Regions from separate parts of the Bos taurus genome. Here region 1 is linked to region 2. The links are chromatin contacts, called in public Hi-C maps. All regions are on one chromosome and are shown on one strand. Each heading gives the region's core, a stretch centred on a gene start, on an enhancer-like site or on the middle of the called end of the contact. The rest is flanking DNA. Distances are from core to core; before and after follow the strand shown. Region 1 overlaps C5H12orf42 (chromosome 5 C12orf42 homolog). Region 2 has its middle 140 kb from the start of ASCL1.

Region 1 (6,544 bases), core at 3,111-5,610, 51 kb before region 2:
ATGTGTGTGCAAACATATGCACACACAGAGCACATCTTGCTCAACATCAGTGCAGCCCTGGATTGTAAGTGATGGTGCGTTTGGATGAAAGGCCATTTCTGCTCTGGTTACAGCTTCCACCTGGCCAGCACTGTCAGGCAGTCTCCGCAGGAGGACTGGACCAGCCTCCTTTGTCCATGCTCTTCTCTGGTGAAGGGGCAGCTCAAGGTAGAGGCTGACAAGGACAGGGGGTGGTGGTGTGGCTCCTGTGCGCCTGCTCCATACTGTTGCTGTCAAGCTCCCGGCCCCCAAAGTGCTGCCTCTTTACGGCGTGCTGCTGATGCCAGTTCACTCTCAGGGGACGCAGGACAAAGGCGCATGCTGGATCTTCACGTTTTTGAATGAGGATAATCAATCTTACTCTGTGTATAGAATGAAGCCAATGTCGGGGAAGAGCAATAAACCCTACCAGCTGCTCGGGGGCATTGGAAGGCAAAGGGGAAGGGGGGGGGCTGGGGGCTTTTTTTTCCTTCCCCAAACCTGTGGGAACAGATTCTAGAGTAGATTACTACACAAAGAGGGAGTGAGAGGAGAAAACATATTGGTATAGAATGGAGTTGAATGATCTGTGTTCTAAGGAAGATAACTCTCTTATGAAAAAAATCAAAATCAAGCTGTGTGTGTTTAATAACCACAGAAAGTTTTTCACAAACAGGTCATCTCTATGACAGGATCTAGGTAACAATCCCAGAGTCTGTAAGACCTCAGTTATGCAGCCAGGTAAGGTGATTTTGGGAAAGGAGAACTTAACTGTGGACAAGACTATGTAGAGTGTTTAAAATATTTTTCTGAGAATGTAGGACAAAGTAATGGTGACTGCTGCTGGTAGCATCATTTATTATTGTTTTTGACATCTCCCACCATTTCTACTGTGCTTTCCTAAGAACCTCATTTCCAAAATATTATCAACAGGTTTGTAATAAAATAAATAGTAGAAACATTGAATGAGATGAAACCAAGTCAGTTTCTTCATGATCTTTTCAAGCTTTTCATATATTGATGCACATGAGAACATGTCATGGACGGAGGAGGTTGGTGGGCTACAGTCCACTGGGCCACAGACAGTTAGACAGGGCTGAGCAACTAAGCATGAATGCAGAATCTCCAAGAGATATGGTACTAGTCCTTTAAACATGTATTTAACTACAGAAGGTTTTACTTGATGAGACCTCACAGAACCAACATTTGGCAGAACTTGCTTTGAACACATTCATGTGAAGGCTATTTCCCCTGGAATTATTTCAAAAGGACATATCTCCAAGTCAGCCTTCACAATGCTTGGAGGGTCATAAGATTCTCCAATTTGGAGGTCTTAAGACCAAATCCTGAAAGATGATGCTGTGAAAGTGCTGCACTCAGTATGTCAGCAAATTTGGAAAACTCAGCAGTGGCCACAGGACTGGAAAAGGTCCGTTTTTATTCCAATCCCAAAGAAAGGCAATGCCAAAGAATGCTCAAACTACCGCACAATTGCACTCATCTCACATGCTAGTAAAGTAATGCTCAGAATTCTCCAAGCCAGGCTTCAGCAGTACATGAACCGTGAACTTCCAGACGTTCAAGCTGGTTTTATTTATTTATTTTTTTAAAATTTTATTTTATTTTTAAACTTTACAAATTGTATTAGTTTTGCCAAATATCAAAATGAATCCGCCACAGGTATACATGTGTTCCCCATCCTGAACCCTCCTCCCTCCTCCCTCCCCATACCATCCCTCTGGGTCGTCCCAGTGCACTAGCCCCAAGCATCCAGTATTGTGCATCAAACCTGGACTGGCAAGCTGGTTTTAGAAAAGGCAGAGGAACCAGAGATCAAACTGCCAACATCTGTTGGATCATGGAAAAAGCAAGGAAGTTCCAGAAAAACATCTATTTCTACTTTATTGACTATGCCAAAGCCTTTGACTGTGTGGATCACAAGAAACTGTGGAAAATTCTGAAAGAGATGGGAATACCAGACCACCTGACCTGCCTCTTGAGAAACCTATATGCAGGTCAGGAAGCAACAGTTAGAACTGGACATGGAACAACAGACTGGTTCCAAATAGGAAAAGGAGTATGTCAAGGCTGTATATTGTCACCCTGCTTCTTTAACTTCTATGCAGAGTACATCATGAGAAATGCTGGGCTGGAAGAAGTACAAACTGGAATCAAGATTGCTGGGAGAAATATCAATAACCTCATATATGCAGATGACACCACCCTTATGGCAGAAAGTGAAGAGGAACTAAACAGCCTCTTGATGAAAGTGAAAGTGGGGAGTGAAAACGTTGGCTTAGAGTTCAATATTCAGAAAACGAAGATCATGGCATCTGGTCCCATTGCTTCATGGGAAATAGATGGGGAAACAGTGTCAGACTTTATTTTTTGGGGGTTCCAAAATCACTGCAGATGGTGATTGCAGCCATGAAATTCAAAGACGCTTACTCTTGGAAGGAAAGTTATGACCAACATAGATAGCATATTCAAAAGCAGAGACATTACTTTGCAAACAAAGATCCGTCTAGTCAAGGCTATGGTTTTTCCAGTGGTCATGTATGGATGTGAGTTGGACTGTGAAGAAAGCTGAGCGCCAAAGAATTGATGCTTTTGAACTGTGGTGTTGGAGAAGACTCTTGAGAGTCCCTTGGACTGCAAGGAGATCCAACCAGTACATTCTAAAGGAGATCAGTCCTGGGTGTTCTTTGAGGGAATGATGCTGAAGCTGAAACTCCAGTACTTTGGCCACCTCATGCGAAGAGTTGAGTCACTGGAAAAGATTCTGATGCTGGGAGGGATTGGGGGCAGGAGGAGAAGGAGATGACAAAGGATGGGGTGGCTGGATGGCATCACCGACTGGATGGACAAGAGTTTGGGTGAACTCTGGGAGTTGGTGATGGACAGGGAGGCCTGGCGTGCTGCAATTCATGGGGTTGCAAAGAGTCGGTCACGACTGAGCAACTGAACTGAACTGAACTGAAGATCCCTCTTCTCGTTTGGGATTCAGTGTAGGAAGTGGAGACAGTCTATGAGAGATGGAGAACTTCACAGAGAGCCTGTGAATGGGAATCTATCAATGGCAAGAGAGGGAAACCTGCCTCCCCTTGGTAGGGGATGGTCTTCATTACACCTGTTGAGTCTGAGACCCAGTGGAGTGGGACAGATAAAAACTGGCCAAGCACTCCCATGTGCCACATCATATCTCCCACGGGCCATCTAGTTCAGTCTTGCACATAGCCCTGCGAGGATTACCATGGCCATATTATTGCTGAGGAAACTAAAGTTAAGCAGGTTATCCCACGGTGTAACAGTTTAATGAGTGGTGGAGCCAGGATTCAAACACTTACAGTGTGTCCAGAACAAAATGAGGCAATCTGACTTTTAGCCACCGGGCTATGTTGACATAACTGGATATGCTGCCTCATCCAAGTCACAGTTTACTTGAGTCTAGGATTTTGCTCTCCCACAGAGGAGGAAATCCTCTGGGATTTCAAGACTAGTGGGGTAGGAGTCTAACTGCCTGGGGAGATGTGGGCTGGGGTTCAGCTAGGGTTTGGGGTGCTTGACCATCTAGTGCCTATGCAGCAAAGGAACTTATACTTAAATATGGAGAGTTGTGTTTGCAGTTGCCACGTGGCCTCTTCTTTGGAAAGTTACCCTCATACCTTGCAATGATAACCTCGAGCCCCACTACTGATTATTCTTTGCTTTATCTGGAGAAAAATTGTTTTTGAGAACAATTAGTTTATCCTACAGGGTGTGCATGCATGCTCAGTCACATCTGACTGTTTGCAACCCTATGGACTGTAACCCACCAGGCTCCTCTGTCCATGGGATTCTCCAGGCAAGAATAATGGAGAGGGTTGCCATGCCCTCCTTCAGGGCATCTTCTCGACCCAGGAATCAAACCTGCATCTCCTGCGTCTTCTTCACTGCAGGTGGATTCTTTACCACTGAGCCACAAGGGAAGCCTTTATCCTAAAGGGTAATCCCCTATAAACCTTTCCCACTGACTTATAGAAAATCTAGACATTTTTTATAGGAAAAGAAGGATGGGAATGGAGGACACTGGACAGTTCTACTCATAAGAATTCTGCACATTTCCCTATGGTTACAGGAATTATTCCATTCTACTTTGTTGTAGACCTTGGGAATTTTGTATATCAGGTTAGATTCTAGGAAGGACCCAAGGTTGCATTTTTATTTAATGCTCTCTGGCTACTTTCTCTCATGGAAGTAACTGTAATAAGTGAACCCCAGTGCCTGCTGTTATTCACCCTGGGCAAACTTTGGCATCTGATAACATGTCAAACCCCACGAGGTGGACATGCTGGCCAGCAGTGCCCTGTTGCTTCACCTCAGGTGGCCTCATCCCAGAGAAACTGGTTCGGATTAGCCAACCTGTCTGCTATGCAGGACAGGTGGGCTCCGAGTCTTTCAACCAGTTAGTCAGTTGATCAACAGTACTTCTTAAGCAAAACTGACCAAATAAGACATTCAAAGCATGTCTGAAAGCAAGGTTTATGCCTTCAGAAGATTGGGAGGCTCTGGTCAGGGAGAAGATGCACATGTGTGTGTCTGAGCACGCACACAGACACACACATGGTCCTAGTATACAATCGGAAGATGCCATGAACATAGCATGTGGACAAATGGGAAAGTTAAAAAGGAAAGTATGAACCTGGCCATGGAGGGAGATTGAAACAGTGTCTGTTGCAGAAGGCAGATGACTTGTTAAATAAAACCTTGAGGAGTGGGGAGAACCAAAGCAGGTTCAGCCTCCACTGACTTGTTTCAAGTAAAACCAGTGGTTCTGGGAGTAGTCTATAGATCCAGGCCAGTTCTGGGGTGGTGGTGAGGACGTTGAATCCCTAGCCCTTTAGTGACAAAACTAAAGCTTCTTAAAGGCAGGAAAAAAATCTGACTCACCAGGTTATCCTAAGCATCCTATTCTACATAGCATTTCTGGTATATGGCAGGCACCCAGTGGATTTTTGATGAAGGACTAAATTGATCCCTGCATCATCCTTAGCATCTGCCCAGGAACTCCTGTATGTACCACTGAAGCTCAAGTAGTAGCAGTGTGACTGATGGAGAAGAGTTAAGGTGAAATGTGAGACAAGAAAGAGAAGCTGCTCTATAAAGCAATCACATCAGCCTAATTTTGGTCTCTATGTACATTTTTTCTTAAAAGCCTAGTATAAGTAGCTTTATTTCCTTATCTTCTTATAAGCAGATGTAATATTCTTTCTTTTTTCTCCAGGAAGGTTTAAAGTCTTACACAGGGTTCCGCATGGTGATTAAAATACAATCTGTGTTTCCTGTTTGGAGCCTTGATGCAAGACTATTTTTTCTCATAACTTAGACAAAACTATATAAACCACCACCCCTCAACTCATGTCTCAGTATTTTATTTGCTGCATTTGATGAAAAAACTCAGCTTTAGAATATCTAGACCATGGATCCTCTTTTTATTTTTAGAAACCAAAAACTGAAATTGAAACATATGATCATGGTGGTCTGAGCTCTCTCTAAATAGGAGGAACATTGACTCAGGAAGACTAAGGTAGGAAGTCCATGGTGTCTGGATTTACTAGAAATGGAAATGGAGGCAAATGACTCCCGGGTCTCCAGATTCCATTGCTCATGGGCAGCAGGTAGACGGTTCATATGGCATATTTCAGAAAGCTGGCATTGTCCTAAGAAGCAGACACATGGACGGCATGATGTGGTGCAAAAAGGAACAGGTTTGGAAATGAAACAAACCTGAGTTTAAAAATAAGTGTGGCCTTGGTCAAATTCTTTTATGTCTCTGAGCCTCAGTTAGCTCATCTGCAAAAAGGAATAACAAAACTCATCTCACCAGATGTTGAGTAATTAGAGACAACACAAGCTACAATTGTGACATGTACTAGACATTCAAAAAATGGTAGCTTCTATTTTTGATTGACATCTTGTCACCAGAATGAAGAGACATTTTTCTTATTTCCTGATACCCTTTTTTGGAACAAAATACAGTGGAAATTAAAAAAGAACATAATCAAGCAAATTTTGGGGTACACATGGTACACTGATGGATACAAAAATTTTTAAAGGACACAAATTTGTAAAATGATGATTTCTAAATTTCCACACCACTTAGATGTATATTAATTTTTATGTAAATCACTTATTGACAAACAATTGAACAAATTACCTTTTAATTTTACTTTTATTGGAGTGTAATGTTAACACAGAAAAGTACACATAGGAGCAGAAGGCTCAGTACACTTTTACAATCAGAACCCACTTGTGTCATCAGCACCCACACTGAGAAAGAATATTCCAGCACCTCAGAAGCCTTGCTCCACTTCTTAGCCATATCTTGTCACCACCACCCCCAAATGTGACCACCATCCTGACCTATAACATTATATTGAGTTGGCTGAAAATTTTGTTTGGATTTTTCCATGACATCTTATGGAAAAACCTGAATGAACTTTCTGACCAACCCAATAGATTACAGAATAATATAATATTAATATAT
Region 2 (6,223 bases), core at 1,155-3,654:
TTCGTTTGTGTCACATTTTAGATTTCAATTATAAGTGCTATCATATGTATTTGTCTTTATCATGTCAGTGAATCTTAATTATCAAAATAGTACACTTTTGAGAATGAAAGAAGGAACTATTAATAATTATCCTCAGGATAGCAGATATAAGCTGAGACTTTTATAAACAATTTCAGGGCTGTATCTTCAGGAATGTGTACAACAGAAATGTAAAGTATTAGATACATTGGTTTCCTGAAATTCATAACTTACAAAATCTAGTGTTCTGCCTTTATAAGGCATAGCTTATGAAATCTGGTTTTCTTATAGTTCTAGGTACTTGAAGGCATCTAATGCTTAGGGAGACAAGTAAATTACAAAGTATACAAAAGGTCCACATATTATCTAGGACCAATTTTAATTGTTATTGGCACTCATGCCATCGAGTTAACCTATCATTAACTATAATGAGCTACAGGGCATTATGTTCTCTTTATACTCACACCTCTCAATAGACAGTTTCATTCACTTATTCATTCATTCTTCACAATATTTATTAATCACTAAATGCCCTTTCTGTGTGTATAGCTGCTGGAGATAAACAAGATAAATAAGTCATGGTACCTGGCCTCCTGGCTTTTGTAGTTAAAGTGAGGGAGACAGACATGTACTATGTACATGGTAACTACACTGGCATGATGTCCCCAGGCAAGAACTCCCTCTAAGCCTTTGGAGTTCTGAAAACACTAGCTATTTACCATCATAGACTTATGCCCCAAATTCAACATTTTAGAACACCAAAGTTTTATAACAATGTATAAATAAATATACAGACATTGGGGTAAAAAAATATAAGCAAATGATCAATATAATAAGGAATAAGTAACCTGTAGATGGATGGCAGCCATCATTTAAATCCTGAAATACATATTAAGCAAAATTAAGTGCAAAGAGTTATTCCGGGCCAGTAACCACTCAATTGAAAGAGTATTTCAGTTCAGTTCAGTTCAGTTTAGTTCAGTCGCTCAGTCATGTCCGACTCTTTGCGACCCCATGAACTGAAGCACACCAGGCCTCCCTGTCCATCACCAACTCCCGGAGTTCACTCAAACTCATGTCCATCGAGTCAGTGATGCCATCCAGCCATCTCATCCTCTGTTGTCCCCTTCTCCTCCTACCCCCAATTCCTCCCAGCATCAGAGTCTTTTCCAATGAGTCAACTCTTCTCATGAGGTGGCCAAAGTACTGGAGTTTCAGCTTTAGTATCATTCCTTCCAAAGAACACCCAGGACTGATCTTCTTTAGAATGGATTGGTTGGATCTCCTTGCAGTCCAAGGGACTCTCAAAGAGTCTTCTCCAACATCACAGTTCAAAGCATCAGTTCTTCAGTGCTCAGCTTTCTTCACAGTCCAACTCTCACATCCATACATGACCACTGGAAAAACCATTGCCTTGACTAGATGGACTTTTGTTGGCAAAGTAATGTCTCTGTTTTTGAATATGCTATCTAGGTTGGTCATAACTTTCCTTCCAAGGAGTAAGCGTCTTTTAATTTCATGGCTGCAATCACCATCTGCAGAAGGGTTTGTAATTCTCATGACAATATTTTAGTGTAAACACTAAAATAGTTGGAGATTGAATGGCATTTTGAAAACAAGATGGAACTCTGCTGCTGCTGCTGCTAAGTCGCTTCAGTCATGTCCGACTCTGTGCAACCCCATAGACGGCAGCCCACCAGGCTCCCCTGTCCCTGGGATTCTCCAGGCAAGAACACTGGAGTGGGTTGCCATTTCCTTCTCCAATGCATGAAAGTGAAAAGTTAAAGTGAAATCGCTCAGTCGTGTCTGACTCCTAGTGACCCCATGGACTGCAGCCTACCAGGGTCCTCCATCCATGGGATTTTCCAGGCAAGAGTACTGGAGTGGGGTGCCACTGCCTTCTCCGAAGATGGAGCTCAGAGTTAGGCAAATCTGGATTTGAATCCAGTTCCTAAGTTACTTAAACTCTCTGAACCTCACTATTCTAATCTGTGCAGTGAGGATAAAAACATCTTGCAGTGAGGATAAAAAACATCTAATAGGAATGTAAAGAACCTACTGAGGAACTCAGTGAGGGAGGGGACTGGTTTCGTCACGTGTACTATTGAATTCCCAGCATGTTAGCCAGCAGCTCCACACAGCGAAATCTTGCAAGTTAACGAGAGAACATTGCTGGCAAAGGATGAATGCTCAATGTCTCATGACTATTTTTATTAATAATGCTTGCTGGTATTAGGGGTCAGGGCCAAGGCTGGGGCAGGCAGGTCACCATGCCCACAGTCTGACGGCACAGCTAGGCTTTCTGGAGGGTCAGTATGACATATGGACTATAGCAGGCACCTTATCACCCCAAATTTAAATGTCCTCAGGAGGTGAAGGACAGCTTTATCAACACCCCATTTTGGCAGTAAAAATCTGCTCTGTTTGACTCTCCTTATCAGCAGGGGCAGTGATATGTTCACATATTGATCCACTGTTTCACAAATGTTCTTTTAGAACCCAAATTCCAAGTCCAGAGCATCCCATGACTGAAGTCCTGTTCGTGTTGCTACCTATGTGGATAGCTAGACAAAAAAGCAATTGTTTCTATAAAACCTGTCCTGATTTTCACAATTTCCACAAGTGAATTCAGTCATATTTACCAAGAGGACTCAAATGCTATGGGTAGAACTGGGGAGGAGGCCCTTATTTGTTCCCAAAAGCAAGTATGGGTCTTTGAACTAAATTTGGAGATAAACGTATTTTTTCAGTGAGCACTAAAGCATGTGCCCACTACTACATTAAGTTTTTTATGTTATCTAAACATCTTATTATCTCATTAAACTATCCATATAATTCTGGGAGGTGAGTAATATGATTCTATCTTTACAGATGGGTACCAAGACCAGAATCAGCTGTGAATAAATTACAAACTTCTTCACATGCTCTAAATAAAAATAACATCTACACTGATTTTACTTTGTCACCCATACAACTGTCTAAGAAGCTCTTTTGCCTTTATGAGATAAAGGTAATAAACTTCCAGTAAATAGAGGCTTTACTAAGCTGTACTTTGGGCTGAAGAACTGATGCTTTTGAACTGTGGTGTTGGAGAAGACTCTTGAGAGTCCTTTGGACTGTAAGGAGATCAAACCAGTCAATCCTAAAGAAAATCAATCCTGAATATTCACTGGAAGGACTGATGTTGAAGTTGAAACTCCAGTACTTTGGCCACCTGATACAAAGAGCTGAGTCATTAGAAGAGACCCTAATGCTGGGAAAAATTGAAGGCAGGGAAAGAAGGGGATGACAGAGGATGAAATGGTTGGATGGCATCACTGATTCAATGGGCATAAGTTTGAGGAAGCTCTGCAAGATGGTGAAGGACAGGGAAGCCTGACGTGCTGCAGTCTACGGGGTAGCAAAGAGTCGGACACGACTGAGCGACTGAACAACAACACCACCATCTTTGGGTGGGAGAGGGCCAGATACTCGTAATATCACATTGGAACCCTGATTAGGATACCGAAAGATCTCCAGATTATTTTATAGTCATAATCAAAAAATGATCCAATGACTATTGAGAAATCTAGCAGATTTTACAACTTGTGTTATTCTGAGAGCATTTGGCAGTAGGACCTCTTCATAACAAAGAAGAAAGTAAGAGTGTGAGAGATTAGAAAGTGTTAATTTAGATGTTAATATAAAGATTTCATTCCTTTTTGTGAGGTAATATGTGACCGATCAGAACCAAATGCCATTTCCACAGCGTGTTTTTAGTTCTTAGAATTTATCGGTGAGACTGAAGTTCAGGGTACAATTTGTTATCAACAAGGACCAGGTCCATTGGGTTACGATTATGCCAGGATGCACTCATTAAATGTTTTGGGGTTCCGTTTTTGCATGGTTTGCAAGTTTTCTTGCTTACCCTGGTAAACACAGAGTCATTTCCACAAACCCTGTATCTGATTGATAAATGGCCTGAGCAACTTGCCACAGGAGTGGACATCTCTGCTTTGGGATTCATAGAAACAGTCAAGGATACATTTTTAAGTGAGGTCCAAGCTTTCTGTCCTCAACAACTTTGATTCTGATTGTCCTGGATTCATAATATCAATATCATGCTTTGTAGTTGATAACATATCTTTATACCCAAGTCTCTTTGCTTTTTCCATTCAGGGAGGCAAATACACAAAGAAACTGGGGGTCAAAGAAGGTAGCAAGTCCCCTGACTTGCCCAAGGGATATAAGTAGAAAGTGAGAGTTCAGATACTTGAGAGTTACATGGAGAATTTGATCACTGGGCCCCAACTCCAGAATGTGTGACTCTGCAGGTCTGAGTGGGGCCTGAGAACTGGCAGTTCTCACAAATTCCCAGGTGTTGCTGATGCCACTACCGCTCCAAAGATCCCCACTCTGAGAACGACCAGATTAAAATCCAGCTCTTCTGATTCCTAAGCCTGGTCTCCTCTCTACACACTTTCCTACAAATGGCTTTCTCCTCCAGCCATTTAAAGTTCATCTTTCTCTAAAGTATAAAATGCAAAATTTTATTTGAACAATTCAAACCATTACAATTGAATATCTTCCACCTTATTTGAATGTTTTAACAAAAACAGAAAACATTTTTGTTCTACAGGTAGAACAATCACTAATCATGGTTTTAAAGACCAAAGAAAAAGAAAAGAAAATGTGAACTGTTGAACGTATTGTAGTATTCATATAAATGGCTCTACTGAAATGAGACATTTAATAGATAAAGCAAAGGCATAGTTTGGTTGGAATTGGTATTTTCTGGCCCCAAACTGTGTGTAAGCATTCACAAAATGAGACGTGTTTGAAAGATTCTTTAGCACCTAGGAAAAACATATTCGTTTCATTTGAAAAGCAATAGTCTATTCCAAATTTTCAATGTGAAACTTCAACTCAACTTTAAACCAAGGTCGTTCAAGCCAAACACTATTGACATTTGGGCCAGATGTTACTTTGTTGGGGTGCAGGAGGGAGGAAGGCCGGTCTGTGCATTGTGGGATGTTTAGCAACATCACGGACTTCTACCCACTAGATTCCAGGAGTACCTCCTTATGTTGTGACAACCAAAATGGCTCTAGACATGACCAAATATTCTGAACCAAGACTTTATGAGGAGGGAACACAAATTGAGTTCCTGTTCCATTCTTCAGGCTGGGCAAAGTATTTCCATGTAAGATAATTGAGTTGTTTCATTTAATGTGATTTGAAAGATGCTGGGAATGATATCAACCCTAAAACATCTTTTCTTGAGTGCTGTTCCTGAAGTCTCACTAAATGTGTTTTTGGTGGGGAGCTTCTAAACACTGCTTGTCTGTTTCAATGAAATTCTTCAAAGGTGCAGGAACACTGGAAGTTATATCATAGTATCACTCATACTTCAAGATGACTTCAGTTTAGGGACACTGGATAACCAAAGAGAGGCAAGGACAAGAGAGTCCAAATTTTTTTTATAGCTTTGACCATGTTGATACTTATAAATGTGATTTTTCATTGGTTTCTCTGCTCTGTAGTATTTCGTGGTGTAGTATATTCATGTATCCTGGACATGTGTGCAAGATACTGATTCTAGCATCAAAACCCTGTACTGAACATTATCAGATATCTGACATCACTGGGCTTTTTATTTTTACAAACTGGAAGTGTTTATACTCTCTCCCTGTTGCTTTATTGAATTTTTCTGATTACTATTTTTCTGATTCTGGTGGTATTATTGGGGTTTTAATTCCTCTCTGTGAATTACTTATTCATAACCCCTTCTCATTGCAAGGACCTGGAGATGTGGAAGAGATTGTTTTACCAGTTACCTAATAATTAATGAAATTGTTTATATATTTTAAAATTGCCTTTAGCCCTTTAATATTAATTTTAAAAAATCTGTGGCTTATCCATTTGTTCATTGCGCTTATTTTTACAGAGACGTTTAATTTTTAATGTGGTGTCATTTGTAGTTTTCATTTGTGGCTTATGCTTTTGTATCTTATTTCTGATATCATTGTTTATCCAAATATTTAAAAGATTTTTTCTTCTAAATGTTAAAGTTCTGCATCTCACATCAAGAACTTTGACCTATCTAAGAATTGCTTTCTTGTGAAAGGTGAAGATTTAATTTGGCCTTTTTCCTATTATACAAGCCAAGCGTCCTGGAACCAAATAGTAAATGGTTCTTCCCCCACCCACCGCACTGATGTATAAT

The links. A called contact is a pair of places that touch in the nucleus more often than the background predicts.
Region 1: a contact with region 2 is called in a Hi-C map of liver, with 2.3 times the contacts expected there. The contact joins two enhancer-like sites. A contact is called at or near these places in 2 of 11 Hi-C or Micro-C datasets (liver and skeletal muscle).

What each region holds. Positions count from the first base shown.
Region 1 is chr5:66,919,072-66,925,615 of ARS-UCD2.0, reverse strand. All of the region lies in intron 20 of C5H12orf42 (chromosome 5 C12orf42 homolog), which reads left to right. Among named protein-coding and RNA genes, the nearest start is that of ASCL1, 190 kb to the right of the region's middle. Within about 2 kb of position 4,360, at least 1 of the 102 cell types and tissues checked has an H3K27ac peak or open chromatin away from gene starts, as enhancers often do. A contact at or near this core is called in liver, where this site is marked.
Region 2 is chr5:66,866,027-66,872,249 of ARS-UCD2.0, reverse strand. No RefSeq gene overlaps it. Among named protein-coding and RNA genes, the nearest start is that of ASCL1, 140 kb to the right of the region's middle. Within about 2 kb of position 2,404, at least 1 of the 102 cell types and tissues checked has an H3K27ac peak or open chromatin away from gene starts, as enhancers often do. A contact at or near this core is called in liver, where this site is marked.